Regions from separate parts of the Sus scrofa genome. Here region 1 is linked to region 2. Evidence: chromatin contacts called from public Hi-C data. All regions are on one chromosome and are shown on one strand. The core of a region is the stretch at or near the end of the contact, and the rest is flanking DNA. Distances in the headings are between cores, read along the strand shown.

Region 1 (2,700 bases), core at 145-2,644, 230 kb before region 2:
AGCCCTGACTGCCCACCTGGCCTCTTGCCAATGTTCCTAATAGTGTTCTGTCCAGGCAACAGTTCTGCCTTAAATCTGTTGAAGTTCGAAGAAGGAATACAGTGTGGAATAGTGGGGGAAGTGTCGTATATAGAGTGAGAACTCTATCCTTCCAACTCTCTGATTTTGAGAAAGTTCACCTCCATGGGCCTCAGGTTCCTCCATATGATTCCCATACCTCCACCCTATGCACATGCCAATCTGTGTTAGAAGTGTGTTGACCAGGAGCAAGAAATAAACCTGCCAAGTTAGAGGAGTATTTGCTAAAAATGCTTTATCTATCTTGATAAATACAATATTCAGAAAGCTAGCACAGACTGTTTATTAAGACGCAGACTCTAATCCCCATGCTGAGTAAATTATAATTTCGGGGGGTAGGAGATAAGCGTCACATTTTTAAAAAGCTCAGCAGTGAATGTGATGCACGCCAAAGATTAAAAACTATTTCCTGTTATGTGCAGTGGATTAAGAATCTAACTGTAGTGGCTTAGGTCACTGCAGAGGTGTGGGTTTGATCACTGTCCTGGTGCAGTGGGTTACAGGATCCAGCGTTGCTGCATGTGCAGTGTAGGTCACAACTGCAGCTCAGATTCAACCCTGGTCTGGGAACTTCCATATGCCATGGGTGTGGCCATAAAATTAAAAAACAAAGATTAAAAACTGCTGCAGATAGGCATTTACTTCCATTGATTACATTGGCAGCAATTCACAGTACCTCTGCAATTCTGTTTGACTGAGATTTGTGAGTCTGTTTCTGTTCTATAAATAAGTTCATTTGTATCTTTTTTAAAAAAAATAGATTTCACTTATGGTTGCCAAGGGGAAAACATGGAGGGAGGGGCAAATTAGGAGTTTGGGATTGACATATGCACATTAGTATATATAGATAACTAATAACGACCTATTGTATAGCACAGGGAACTCGGCTCAATATTCTATAATAACCTAGATGGGAAAATAGCATGAAGGAAGTGATTGGCTGATACCCTAGAAACTGTATAGCAATGCAATTGCAATAAAATTTAAAAAACAAACACTGGCTCTGAATCTTCTCACTCGGGACACTCAAAGAAAAGACAAGTTATATGACTCTCTGGGGCCAATAGAGGAAGCTGCTTGTTCTTAGAAGCTGTGGGGGGTGAGAGTGTTGGAGAACATGGCCCCCATGCTCCAGACCCTGCTTGTCCCCGAAACCGAGGCCATGACCACTTCCAACCATCCTCCCCTTCAGGGTGTGCACAGGCATACGGGTTGGGAAGCTCTGGTGTCAGACTGGCAGTCCAGCCAGAGCGTGGAGCAGAGGGAATGGGATATGAAAGAATGTGGTACATCTCACTCTGGCAGGATTCCAGGGGATAGAAGCCTGGAGGCCAAAGTGGTAGATCCTGGCACTTGAGGAAACCACATCCGGACCCAGAGAGCCGAGTAGGAAGAGTAAAAAAAAGTACGCTGGGTAGACCTGATTTTAATAAGAACTCAAAAAGCATTGCCAGCTTTATAATTCCGCTTATTTCTTGCCCCAGTTATATGCCCACTTTATAGGAGGACTCTGTGCCAGTGAGCTAAAACTCAGCTTCATCCAGCCCACACACACCTACCCTGTGCCAAACACTGTCTTCAGAAACAGAGCAGGATGTGCACATGGGGCCAGGAAATATTCCCACATGCCCCCCACCCTGCCCCATTGCCTGGGGTTCTCTACAAACCTTATCTTCGCTCAAGAGCCTGCTTTTCAGCAATGTCACCTTCCCTCTTTCCCTCCCATTATCTGCGTGTCCACACCTGAGCTTGGCTAGTTCACCTCCAACAGTAGTATGTGACCGACAGCCTCACCAATGAGCTCATCTCTGCAGTTTTCAGAGATTTGGGGATAGCTGTTGTCTACTCTTCTACAACCATGTGAACACAAAGTACATGAATGTCTGAAAAATATGTTTGGGTGCATCTGTGCCTCTCTGGGTGAGGCACAGATTTGGGATATATTATACTAGAAGAGGTCCTGAGCTAAGAAATTTTATGTTGCTGCATGGCTAATAAAATTCATCTGTGTGCTTTCAAAAACGGCTTTTAATCCTTAAACATTATTAAACAAGTGTAAGGTACAGGTACAGGCTCTGCGGACTAGTACTTCAATTTTCCCAAAGGGCTGGCTGCGGACAGCAGGGAGCAAGCCCACCAAGGTCTGGATATAACCACAGACCACTCTTTGAGTGGAATTATTTGGAATTATTTTATTAACAACTGGTTAGATGTTGAAACTGTGTAAATGCTGTGGTTGAAGGCATTAACTGTGTAAATTCTTCTGATTACATTGTATCAGCTAGATGACTTGTTGACTGAGGTTACCATAGTTATCTTTCCAAAACACTGAAGGGAATTCCCCAGAATTTCCTAACCCACTGGGCATCCCTTAAAGGCACAAAATAAAAGCTTTTGAAATAGGTTCTTCAACTTGCTGTATAATCACTCATGTAATAAAACCAAACCTGGGACTATTTGCATTGCTTATGGCACTATTCTGCTTCAAGCTCATGTTGGTGCCAAATCTACAATTGCAAACTTGTACTAGACTCCTGCTATGTGCTTGTCTGTGCTACATGCTGTGGGCATTTAAGAAAAATTATGAAAGTCCCCACCATGGAGGAGCTTATGGTCTGAGAA
Region 2 (2,700 bases), core at 71-2,570:
CCTCTTAAAAAAGACTTTTGACTTATAATTTATTGTGCTATGGTTAAATTGAGTACTTTATAAGTAGATCCTGATAGAGTAATAATTCTCAGATTAAACTCTTATTAGTTATTCAAATTTGTTTCTGCAATTTGAAATTCATTTACCTTTAAGGGTACTCTCAGGAGTTCCTGTCGTGGCGCAGCAGAAATGAGTCCAACTAGGAACCATGAGGTTGCAGGTTCAATCCCTGGCTTAACTCAGTGGGTTAAGGATCTGGTGTTGCCGTGAGCTGTGGTGTAGGTCGCAGACACAGCTCGGATCTGATGTTGCAGTGGCTGTGGCGAAGGCTGGCAGTTGTAGCTCCAATTCGACCCCTAGAGTGGGAACCTCCATATGCCACAAGTACGGCCCTAAAAAGCAAAATTAAATTAAAATGAAATGAAATAAAATAAAATAAAATAAAATAATCAGGTACAATCAGATCTCAGTGATACTATTTGGAGCAAAGAGAAGACAGTTTAATCTTAGCTTCAAATATAACCTATAAATTTCATATCAAACTCTCGTTATTACCATCAAAACTTGACACACTTGCAGAAATGCTCAGCTCTGTAACTTCCCTGGTAAGCAATATGCCTACCACATAGCTCTGCAGAACTAAGTGTTAAATTACACTTGCAGTTGCTATTTCACTGATAAGTCAATAGCCTCAGGATGATGAGAATTAAAACTCTGTTGAATTATCAAGATGGAGACTTATCCGGAATGAATGAGATTAACCAAAATGGCCATGGGCTTTGGAGTCAGAACGACTATGGTTCTCATGCTGGCATCACCACTTTTTTTAGCTGCAAGACCTCAATGTAATTAATAAGATTTTCTGACTATAGTTTCCCCATTTGGAAAATCTTTCTTTGTAACATGTTGGGAGAGTTCAATGAAACAGGGCAGATAGTTCCCCTAGCACAGAAGCTGGGATTTAGAGGCTCTCAGTAAAGGGTGACTCTGAGATGCAGAAGGGGAGGGAGTGGCTGGAGGGAATAAGTGAGCAGACAGCTGGGTGGGTGCAGAATCAGGGCCAGTTCCTCTGACCTCCACGCAGGGCTCTGTACACCTCAGTGGGACCTCTTCCCCAGCGCAGCTCAGGGCTGCACAGCAGCAGCTATGCTAAAGTGAGACACTCCTGCAACCTTGTCCTAGCACCAAGCATTTGAGATCTTTCTGATGATTCCACACCAAGCTTGTATCTTTGTTTGCATGTGCTTTCAGCCATCTGTGGTCAGCCAGGGCATGCCTAGGGAATTCCTTCCCCTGTAATAGTTGACTAATGGCAAAACATGCCCCATTTGTCAAGCTGCAGTGAAAAAAATACCAGTCATGCTCCAACTTGTAGGGTAGCCTCAGACTCGAGGTAAACTGCCCCTCAGGGTACACTGGTGTCTCTCTATCCTCTCTTCAAGTCACCTGGCAAATTCCTATTCACCCTTCACAGGTGGGACACAAACTCTACCTTCTCTCTATAGCTTCCCTAAACTTTGTGTTAGGGACCACTGTGATAATTCCACCTGTGAGTTCATATGATACTGTATGTAGAACTATTACATAGCAATTTTAATGTAGTATTCTAATTATCTATTTATATAAGCCTCTGCAATGGTTACTAACTATTGTTTTACACTAACCTCTTTAGGAATTGTTTTAAATCTTGGATTTTTTTCATTACATTATGGGCACATGCATGCACACTCGTGCGCGCGCGCGCGCGCGCACACACACACACACACACACACACACACACACACCCTAGGAGGATCACAAGCATCTTGAAAGTCGTTCACCCTTAGGAATTTGTGGAGTCAACATTGGGAGCTCCCATTCAAATCCTGGCACATCTTCATTTATGCTTTTCTTACAAATCACAGCAACTGGCACATTGTAGGCACTTGATAAATGAATGAATAAATAAATGAACCAAAATCTACCTAAGAGAATGGAGAGATTTTTTTCCTTAAAGTAGATTCAGAGAATCTCTAATTATCTCAGAAAAAAACTGGATGCTAGAGAGTCTCTGAAGAAGTTTTGGTCAACTCCTGCAAGGCTTTCTAGACCCACTGACATAACCCTATTTTGATTCTCTTGTCAAATGCTGCTATATGAGGAAGACCATAAGTAGAGGGCAAAACGAGTTACACTCAGTCTCTGAAATATGAGCTACAACAATTGTTCACAGGAGCACAGGTTAAATGAGGGGAGATTATTTCCTGCTTTGGTCCCCTGTTTCTATTACAGGCCATTCAAAGGCAAATGGAGAAGAATGTGTTTTGCCTTTTTGGAAAAATGGTGAAACTTCAGCTGGTAGTCTCTCCTTATAGATGTGTCCCATCCGTTGCAGTTACATGGGCATACAGCTACAGGCTCCCACCGAAGGTGGCAAAAGCCCAGGAGAAGGCTACCCAGGGGCTGTAGTAAAAGGCTGGGGGAGGTGGGGTGTGCAGGGCATTTAGACGGTCTTCATAATAATGTCCAGGAGCTCACTGCCTGTGAACAGAGCTCTTTCTCTCCAACAGGAGAGTCTCTCAAATCCTGAGACTTGAACCTGGCTTCTAACTGTCAGAATGGATAATTCCTTGGAGAAGGAAGGGGCTTTTCAACCTAGGGGAAAAAAAAAATCCCTCTTTTGTCATTCCTATGACATTGCTTTAAGGCACAGAAATTCTT

Evidence for each region. Hi-C and Micro-C count contacts between places; a contact is called where the count stands out from the background.
Region 1: a contact with region 2 is called in a Hi-C map of embryonic fibroblasts, with 1.8 times the contacts expected there. The contact joins two enhancer-like sites. A contact is called at or near these places in 2 of 47 Hi-C or Micro-C datasets (embryonic fibroblasts and epiblast stem cells).

The regions. Positions count from the first base shown.
Region 1 is chr16:37,072,060-37,074,759 of Sscrofa11.1, reverse strand. No RefSeq gene overlaps it. Among named protein-coding and RNA genes, the nearest start is that of PLK2, 230 kb to the left of the region's middle. Within about 2 kb of position 1,394, at least 6 of the 83 cell types and tissues checked have an H3K27ac peak or open chromatin away from gene starts, as enhancers often do. A contact at or near this core is called in embryonic fibroblasts, where this site is marked.
Region 2 is chr16:36,845,646-36,848,345 of Sscrofa11.1, reverse strand. All of the region lies in intron 3 of LOC102159433 (a long non-coding RNA gene), which reads right to left. Among named protein-coding and RNA genes, the nearest start is that of MIR9799, 110 kb to the right of the region's middle. Within about 2 kb of position 1,320, at least 5 of the 83 cell types and tissues checked have an H3K27ac peak or open chromatin away from gene starts, as enhancers often do. A contact at or near this core is called in embryonic fibroblasts, where this site is marked.